2 separate regions of the Sus scrofa genome follow, and region 1 is linked to region 2. Evidence: chromatin contacts called from public HiChIP or PLAC-seq data. All regions are on one chromosome and are shown on one strand. The core of a region is the stretch at or near the end of the contact, and the rest is flanking DNA. Distances in the headings are between cores, read along the strand shown. Region 1 has its middle 120 kb from the start of PELI1. Region 2 holds the start of PELI1 (E3 ubiquitin-protein ligase pellino homolog 1).

What was found. HiChIP or PLAC-seq counts read pairs in DNA pulled down with a chosen protein or histone mark.
Region 1: a contact with region 2 is called in an H3K27ac HiChIP or PLAC-seq map of alveolar macrophages. The contact joins the enhancer-like site here to the promoter of PELI1 in region 2. A contact is called at or near these places in 5 of 47 Hi-C or Micro-C datasets (brain, embryonic fibroblasts, fibroblasts and 2 more) and 2 of 2 datasets of contacts at active chromatin or transcription factors (alveolar macrophages and skeletal muscle).

What each region holds. Positions count from the first base shown.
Region 1 is chr3:77,613,234-77,618,377 of Sscrofa11.1, forward strand. No RefSeq gene overlaps it. Among named protein-coding and RNA genes, the nearest start is that of PELI1, 120 kb to the right of the region's middle. Within about 2 kb of position 2,643, at least 41 of the 83 cell types and tissues checked have an H3K27ac peak or open chromatin away from gene starts, as enhancers often do. A contact at or near this core is called in alveolar macrophages, brain, embryonic fibroblasts and 1 more, where this site is marked.
Region 2 is chr3:77,737,271-77,741,985 of Sscrofa11.1, forward strand. It overlaps PELI1 (E3 ubiquitin-protein ligase pellino homolog 1), which reads left to right and starts at 3,190. Exons shown (of 7, transcript XM_021087454.1): 1 at 3,190-3,540.

The DNA of each region.
Region 1 (5,144 bases), core at 1,393-3,892, 120 kb before region 2:
TGCCTCAGGGACAGGATAAGAGCACTGTGTCTCCACTAGAGTGTTTAATATGGTGCAGGAGGAAGTTTTGGGTCCTTATCATCTTCCTCCCCTGTCGGGAGTCAGGGTGGGGGAGCTCCTTTGATGAGACAGAGCAAAGACATAGATATTTTGTCAGCATTAGAATGGGGTTGTATTAATGGGGGTCATGTATTTCGGTGATGGGATAGTTGAGATGTTATTTTGAGGTTTGTTCTTGTTATTTTTTTTCCTCCCAAATTCCAAGAAGGTAGCTGGGTCCTTTGAGTTTTTTTCTGCCAGAAAAATATTCCAAAACTTGTAAACAGGCAAGAGAAAGTAGTACTAGGTGTTAAGTGTAGTACTGGACTTGATTTTCTACTAAGGCAATTTTACAGCTCTATAGGGGTGAGGTTAACTTGCAGATTTTTGGGGGGTAGAGACTCAAATAATTTCTGTCCAGCAGAACAGAAAACTCCCAGAGTCACAGTTTATGACCCTGTTGGACATTAACCAGTTTTTTATCTAACCCAGCAATCTACTAAGTTGTGTACAGCTTCAAGCTTCTCAAATGCTCTTTGGACCAGTTTTAATGTCTTACCAGTTCTCTCATAAATTGGAGTTGAATGCAGTCTTTGACATGTGCTCAGTTTATATTTACATGAGTCATGCTTTTAAATTTTCTGAAAATTTTATACTTCTTCAAAAACGGTTTATATTACAGACAACTTCTCTTTCTGGCTTTTGTTTTTTGAAAGCCCGAGCTGCTTCTGAGTTTGTGCAGAAGGGGAAGGAAAACAAGGCAGAAGCCTAGAGTGGAGTTGGGAGATTCCCAAGGCCAGAAGGTGATGGTTCCATGCGCCCTGGAGGTTATGTTGACCCAGGCCTTCTCTCTCACAGAGTCCAGGGAAATGAGCAGGATTCCCTGAGGGGAGTGATGAACTGAGGAGGCTGCATCTGAAGCATGGTGTTCCCAGCCTCCACAAAGATCCGAGTATAGAACAACGGTTCTGATCAAAGTCATTGAATTGAAGGGGCCTTGAAAGGGGACCAGCGTGGGCTAAACATCTGAGGATCCTTGGGGATCTTCACACCACCCTAGAGGCATTAAAATCTCCATTAATGGCTGAGCTCAAATTTCCTGCCAGCCCAGTGGGCCAGAGATGTAGAATCAGATGTAAAGAAAGCAAATTAATGTGACATTGCTCAAGTCCCTGGATAATGGAATGAGATTCCTGCCTTCTCCATTAGCAGAAGAAAGATTTGTCCTATGACTTGAAAGTGTCTGAAAGACCCCAGAACCTTCCCACAAAGGGAGAACAGAGCAGCTAGGAAGGAGGTGTCCCTGGTCCTCTGGGGAACCTGATCAGCCTCTTCAAATCCACCACCAATGCTTGAAAAATAGCTCTCGCCTCCCTGGGGACCAGCAACCCCTCAGATGAAAGGTAGGATCAGTGGAGCGGGCCGTCACAGTAATCACTCTGGGGTGATTTGAGTGTTTCAGGGTATCTCTTGAGCAAAAATACCAACCTAAGCACTTAAACTTCCTCAATCATATCTTTATTCCTTCCAGTCCTGAGATTTTCAGACTTCAGTACACATATTCCTGGGAAAACATGAACCTAAGTGAGTGTATTTAGTGCTTCTCAGGTGTGTTCAGTGAAAATACCTGGATCAGACTCACCTGGGGAACTTGATAAAAACATGTATTCCTGCACCCTGCCCCAGACCTACTGAATCCGTTCACTGGGAATGAGGAAGGGGGCAGGGTATCTGCATTTTTAACAGGGGTCCAGGTCATTCTAATAATCCTCTCAATTCTGAGACCTTCTGGAGTGGAATTGGGGGAAGGGCAACAATCTGGCAATAATCATGTAGGGCAGGAGTCACTGTCCCCAGGGGTCAGACCACAAGCCTCAAGGGTCTACGTGACGCCCACATGGTGTGAAGAGTCTGTGCATATAAGCTGATGTGTATTTTCCATGGAAGAGAGGTCCTAACCCCATCAGGCCTCTCAAGCCTTGCTCTTCAAAACAGCATCCATGTCGGCATCACCCTGCAACTTGTTAGGAATGCTGACTCTCAGGCCCCACCCCAGCACTGTGGACTCAGAATTTGCATTTTAACACAATCTCTTGATGATTCTCTTGCATGTTATTGAAGTTTGACAAGCCCTCGTCTGAGGCGAGTGGGGACACTGAAAGGCTTTGTGTGTTGTAGCAGATGTTCTCTCCGGGCTCTTGCAGTCCGGGAGCCCAAGTCTGCTCCTCTGTGTGGTTCTGTGACTCAGCCAGCCCAGGCCTCCCGCCAGGCAGCCAGGACCATCCCCTGTCCCTATGCTTCAGACTCTCCATCACAAAGGCGAGGTCAGCGTGGGGCTGCCGTGTCTCCCTGGCTCGCCTGCCCAGGCAGCTGGGAGTGGTGCCCATCTGCTCCTGTGGCAGGTTCAGGCGGCTGCAGGGGCGGTCCCCCTTGGAGTGGCAGAGTTGAGAGGTGGTAAGAGAAATGAGTGCAATTGTACCCCACCCCTTTGGTTGCAGGCTGTGTGGGTGAGAGAAAGAAAGGGGATGCTAGGATGGCACCCCATAGCCCTTCCCCTGCAGGCTCCCGCTGAGTTTACTCCTTCTTAAGCTGGTCCTGGCTGCCCTCCCACTGCTCAGCACTCGCCCACACCATCCTTCCTCTTCAAAGACGCCTGCCAGAAGACTCTTACTTTGCTCCAATATGTGGTTGGCCAGGGGCCAGGGTCTGGCTGCCGACAGACTGACTAACCACTTAGCCAGCGATGGCGTCCCCCTCCAGGAGCAGCAGCTGACCTCGCCTCTCCACCCTGTGGGCATGGCATGGGCTGCCCTTGGCCATGGCCTTCAAAGACTTGGCTCCATTCTCTGTGTCACCACCTTCCTACCTGCTTGCTCCCTTCCTCTTCTTTCTTTATTCTTCTCTAATTCCTTCTGCTATTATTTCTCCCTATCCCCCTTCAATCCATTGTCGTCATGTACACATGGATATGCTTCAGTATCGCCCAGAGCTACCTCCTCCACCCCACATACCTTTCTAGCCACTGCCCTAGTTTTCTCCCTGCCAGCAGTAAAACGTCTTAGAACAATAGTCCTTATGTATTATTTCTCACTCCTCCTTTCCAGTTGTTATTTCCTCACTGCAACTTGCCTTCAGTCCACACTGCTTCACCCAAACTGCTCTTACAAAGGACCCCATGCCCACCACGATATAAATCCAGTAGTCACTTCAGTCTTTCCATCCTACTTCTCAGCAGAATTTGATACAGTGTCACTCCCTCAGTCCTTGTCTCCCCTTACATCCCAGACTGTTTTCTTCCCAGCTCCTTCTTGGCGGCTTGAGCCAGCTTCCTCTTCTATTTGACCCATAAATGTGTCATTCTGTCTGCACGCCCCTCCAGGCCCTCTTTTCTTTTTTTTTCTTTGCATTCTTTTTGTTTGTTTGGTTTTTGTTTTTAATTTAGGGCCCAAATGATTCCATTATAGAAAAGTAAAATCTTTTTTTTTTTTTTTTTTTCTAGAGCATCTTGGTGTGGGCTGAGATTCCTCCCTAAAGAACAAGCAAGCATAAATCTTAATTTCTAACCATAATAAGCACCTCTAAGGAAAAATTTTATTTGAGAGAGAGCCCAGTAAAGCACCTAATTCATAGCGATGTATACTGGGGACGGGGGTGGGGGGGGAAAGCCTCGCTGAGAAAGCTGACACCTGAAGGATGAATGGAAATTGGGCAGGTGCAAAACAAAACAAAACAAACCCCCCAAATCAGCAAAGACTAATGCTGATAACATCTACATCCCTACCTCCGACCCACACTTCTCTGTGCTCTGTTTCTTCTGTCTATTTCCATGGGTTCTAGCTCAGGTAAGTCAAACTTATTACATCCACTTCAGAAGTTTGGATTTCTTCACATGTATTTGTTTTCTTCCAGACTTCCCCTCTTTGAGTAAATGGCTTCATTTTCCACTTGTTGCTTAAGCCGAAACCTGAGAGTTCTTATTGACCCCTCACTTTACCTCACTCCTTAAATCCATCCCAGTGACAAGACCTGTTATTTCTACCACTAAAATATATTCAAGAAGCCGTCCCCTCACTCCGCTGTCACCAGCCTGGTTTGGGTCACCGTCTTCTGTCACCTGGATGACTGCAGTAGCCTCTCAACTGCTCTCCTAACCAACCACGCCCCATCCATTCTCCATGCTCCTGAACAGCCCAGGTGCCCATCTGCATAGGGATACAGTCTGCATCTTCTAGCTGTGTCTTGAGTGTAACTCACAGCCTCGGGCCCATTCCACCCAAAGAGGAGTATTATTCATATAACAGTCAAAATATAGTCAAGGGAGTCAATTCAAGTAGGAGTGGGAATCAGTACTTTAATAATCTTCGGAAGCAAAAATGGGAATTGAAGTCGTTAATAAGAGCAAAGGCAATAGCTACTGGGATCCATTTATAACCACATGACTCTTTTCAAGGTCCACTCTGCTTCAGAGTTTTAACTTAAATCCTAAGAAGCAATAAGTACTAATTCTGTTTATGTTACACATTATGGAACCAAATAAGAAGAACAGGCAATTCTGGTTTCAGAGTTCCCTCAGTCTTCCTACCCTGCTTAACTGACAGTGAAATGTACAGACAAGACTAATCTAACACCCTGATGTCTAGAACACAAGCAAGTATGGTAGGATTGGAAAGGTCAGAAGTATTCTGTGAGTTCTAAAGGAAATAGAAGATCTGATCAGATGATTATCAGCTCTCTTACTCCTCCTCCAAGGAACTGAGTTGAAACATTTTTTGAAGTGTGTTTTTTAAATTAGTTTTACATTCCTGAAAGTTTGAAGTATCGGAAAGAATTGAACTAGACAGATTTTAAACATTCACATGTTGATGGGTCAATATGGTTTCACCTTTGACCATTTAGTGGCAGGAGGTGCATTTATGTTCTGTCCTTCTAAAAATTAAGAAAGTTGTTTTTCTTTTTTTTTCTTTTATTGAGGTATAGTCGACTCACAATATCGTGTTAAAGGCATACAGCACAGCGATTTAGGTATACATACTCATACACACATGTATAGTCTTACCCAGACTCTTTCCCCTTATAGGTTATTATAAAATATTGAGTATAATTCC
Region 2 (4,715 bases), core at 1,940-4,439:
AATATGAAAATATTTTCAGCTGTATTACTTCAAATAATTTTTCTATCATCCCCTCTCACCCCTCTTTAATCTGGAACTCCAGTTACACATATATTAGAATACTTGGTATTATTCGCTAGATCATTGAGGCTGTTTTTCATTTTTTGTTGTTGTTTTTTGGTTTTATTTTTAGTTTCCGCTCTTTATGTACTTTATTTTGGCTAGATTCTACTGTTATTGCCTCAAGTTTACTCATCATCCAGTGAAATTTTTATTTTGGAAGTTGTAATATTAATTTCTACAAAAATCTATTTTTATATCTTTAATTTCTTTCAGCATAGAGAACATATTTTTAATAACTGCTTTAATATTTTGACTGCTAATTCTACCATCTCTGTCATTTCTGTCTTTGTTTATTGACTGACTTTTTTCTTGGTTATAGATTACATTTCCTACTTTGTATCTCCTAGTTTTCTTGCTGGTTCCCAGACATCTTCAGGCTCTTCCTACCTATTCTTTAAATCTGGTGTTCCCCTGGATGCTATTATTAACTCCGTTTTTGATGTTCGTACTCTCCCTGGATGAGCTCATCCACTCTCAAAATTTCAATTACCATTGAAATTCTATATGAAGGTATATTCCAATATATCTTCTGAAGAGAGCTCTAGAGTCATATATATATAATGACTGTTCCCTCCATTTCTCCACCTAGATCCAGAGTGATCTCAAACTCAGCATATCCAAATTGAATTATATCAAATCCCCCCTCAAAAGCTGCTCAATGTCCTGTATTCCCTAACTCAATGAATGGCATTACTAGCTTATAATCATACACACTGAACATCTTTGAGTCATCATCCTTCTGCTTCCTTGTAGGAGATATTGTGGTTCTCCCCAGTCTCCATTCTTTTTCTAGGTAATCACCTCAATTTTGGGGGGGATATTCACACATTTCCATCACAGCTTTGGATCTAGAGTCAGGGCATATGGTTTTATCCTAAGATAACTAGCCTCATGCCATCTCTTGGCCACCATAAATCAATCCTTAAGGCTTCTGGGAAAGGAATTTTCTCTCCTTTCTAAAAGAGTTTTCAAAAACAATTCCCTCTTTCTCTTCTCTTCTGGATCTAGATGGTGAAACTTACAGCCACAAGAATTGTTGGCAACTGTAAAGCCAATACATAAGGAGGAAAAGCAATGGAACAAGAAACATGTCCTTATTGACATCACTGAGCTGATGAATCATGCAGCCCTGTAGCCCATCTTTTCATTGGACTTTCTGTTTAGGCAGGTCAATGTTGGGTTTATTGGTTAAGCCAGTTAGAGTTGGGTTTTTTGCTGCTTACAACAGAAAGCATCTTAATTGATAACTTCACCCCCAAACAAAGGTTGTTTAATCACTAGGTTCTATTAATTCTATTCCTTAAATAGTGTGATTTCCCTCAGTTCTGTCTTCTGCCACTGCTGATTCAGGCCTTTTTTTTTTTTTTTTTAATGCATAAAATGCATTTCTAAAGTGCATATCTTATCAAAATTTCATGTGCTTCCAATCTTGGCATGGCTTTCTGTTGCTTGTAGAAAAGAGCCTATATTCCTTAGCATATGGTACAAGATTCTTCATGATCTGTCTCCTTTACCTTTCACTGTCTCCTCTTGCCACTCCCTTCAATTCCACCCTACAACCAGCAATGCTGAACTCTTTGCTGAACCAAATTCTAATGCCTCTAGCACTTTGCTCTTGCTGCCTTCCACCTCACCCCCAGCCCCCCCACCCTCTGCTCTCACTCACTTCTCTTTTCTTCCTCCACCAAAGCACACAAACACACTAACTCCTAGTCATCCTCAAGTTTAAGCGTTCTTTGAAGCATTTTCTGAAACTGCCTGAGCCTGGGGTAACTGTGTGTTGAAGCACCTGGTGTACTTTCCTATTAAGGTATTATCACACTGAGTCTATTTATTTACCTGGCTCCTCTTTTGCACAGTAAGCACTTAAACAGTGTTTCTTTTACATTCCTGTATCTCTCTTTCTGAGAACTAATAAAGTACCTGAGGCGTAGTATATTCAAGAATGTTTTCTAAATGAATAATTATGTGGTCTGCAAACATAAGGATCCTTGATCTTGAAACTCTCTATCTGAAAACCTCAACTTTTCCTGTTTCTGATTTCTAAACATTGATCTTTTTTCTTCCAGAGTATGGGGTTCTAGGTGGGCAGAGAAGAAAAACAAAAGAGCTTGGACAGGCTGTCTTAAGTCCTCTAGAGATCCAATAACATGTTTGCCTTTCACCACCCTCTTCGGCCACTATTTACACCTGGGTGCCCTGTATGGGTGTAGCCCTAGCTGACCAGCCCAACAGCATACTCAGACAGTGGTTCAGACTTCTCTTATTGCTAATTGAAAGTTGCCAATGTATATACAGTAAACAATTTTCAACTTTTCACTTATCTTTTGAACTTATACTTTATGAAATTCTTATTTCTTAAAAATTCTAGGCCTTAAAATTTAAACGTTTGATTACTTTGCACCGATCAAGTAAGATATAGCGATCTTGATCCTGAGCTCTACCTTTGCTGGCCTTAAAGAAGCCAGTTAGATGTGACTTGAGCGAAGAAATTAACTATGGGAATCTGACAATGGATTTGTTCCTAGCAGTTTTATAACTTAATTGTAAAGTTATTGGAAGCAACTACGTTTCTACAAGTCTTAGGTTAAAAAAATAAACGGAAAAAACCCTTGAATTTAAGGCAGGGAGGGCTCCCTTGAGGGAAGGGAAATGGTTGTGATTCGGCATTTATGGCATAAAATTAAGCAGCAGGGAAGACCAAAATATGAAGAAGTCAGATTTCACTGAGCACTTGTGAGTGGTGAGGTTAGGAAATTGGGGGTGGAGCGAAGTAAGAAGGACCAGCTAAAAGTAGGATCCTTAACAGCACCATAACACAAGGAGGGCCTTGTTCAGCCAGCAGCCGCGCTGAACACGTTCCCTTCCTCAGTATGTCTGTGACCATAGTAACAGTGGGGCCGACCCTCTCCCTCCCGAGCATGCGCAGTGCGGAGCGAGCAGGGACTCGTCCTCAACAATGTACCCCTTTTTCTTCAGTCAGAGAACTACAACTCCCAAGAGACCGCTCGGCGCCGCGGCACCGCCTCCCTCTATGGCCCTGCCCCGTCCCCTCCCTCCGGCCCCGCCTTCCAGCTAGTCCCCTCCCCTCCCTCTGAGTGTGTGTCAGTGACCCAGAGGCGGAGTGAGGCGGAGGGACCGTCGGGGGGCGCCGCCGCTGCCGCCTCCAGCAGCAGCACTAGCCGAGCCGCGCGTTCGGGTTTGCCTCGAGCCCTCCGGGAGCGCATCACAAAGCGGGCCCCGCGGCTCTCCCTCCGCCCGCGGCTCGTCAGCGCTCAGCTCCGCGGCCAACTTCCCCTCGCCGGGCTCGGCCGGCTGGCGCGGAAGGCGGCGGCGGAACGCCGGGCTGTCTGCTCGCGCTCCCCGCGCACGCACACTTCACCCCCTCGCCCCGGGTCTCGGGGCCGTGCTGGGATTCCGGCCACCAGCAATTGTCCGGTGAGTGTGGCCGCGGCACGCCGCGGGAGGGGTCGACACGGAGCGGGCGAGGGGTGCGGGCCAGGCGGGCGCGCAACTTCCTCGGCGGCTTCCCGGGGCGGACGGCCGGGTTTAGGCGGCCAGCTTTCCCCGCCCGCCTGCGCGCCCCCGCGCCGAAGCGGAGTTTGCGGCGCCCTCATCCCGCGCCTTCGCAGGAGGAAGCGCCTTTGTCAGGAGCCGGCCCGACGCGCCCTCCCCCTCCGCCCAGGAACGGGCGCGCGGCGGCCAAGTCCGAGCCCCGCGCCCCGCGCCGGGCCACCAGCTGAGGGAGGGGAGCTTCGCGGGGGCGGGGAACGAGGTAGAATTGAAAGAGAAACAAAGGGGGGCGGAGGGCTTTTCTTTTGTTTGTACGAATCTGATAACTTCTTTTTCCTTCTTTACATAACACAGACTTCCAAGTTAGTCATTTTGTTTATTGTCATGATTATTGTCATCATCACTGCTTGTCCCTCGCGTTTCCTTTCATCTGTGGATCTCAGAGCACTTAAAAACACCAATTAGTTACACCTCCGGGGCCCCTACGAAACAAAGTTAATGCCCCGGTTTCCGTAAGTGGGTAAACTGAGGTCCGGAAGAGCTCGCTAATTGATGGATACCCTTGATCTTCCACCACGCCTGGTGTCTGAGGACCTGAAAGCATTTATGAGTAAGAACTGGTTCTTCAGTGCCCTATGGAAAAGTTGAAGATACTCATTTTACTTACAGGTTAACCGAAGTCTAAAAGAAGTCTGGGTAATTGTTAGGTAGTTGAAACAATAACTCTTCTTACACGATGTTTTGAATCTTAAAACCTCAAAGGACTCTTGAAAAATGCTACGAATGGGGAGAAAGAATACTGTACACCATAAACTCATCTCACCCATCTGCTTTTATTTTTGTACCTGCGGGTAGGCAAGACAGCAATCATGGGGGTGGGAGGGCAGAGATTTTTTTTAATGTAGGTTTAACAGATTTAGTCACAACACACAAGGAACTGTGTCTTGGTTTTAATAGCACCAACAGCCTTCCCATCGTTTAGTCATCAAATTGAGTGAGCACCTTATCCATAAGGTACTGGTTGTACAAAGAACCAGAAGCTTTAAGTGTAAGAAAAGGTCATCTATTTGTTTTGGTTCAAAGGCTGTGTACTTCTCTTA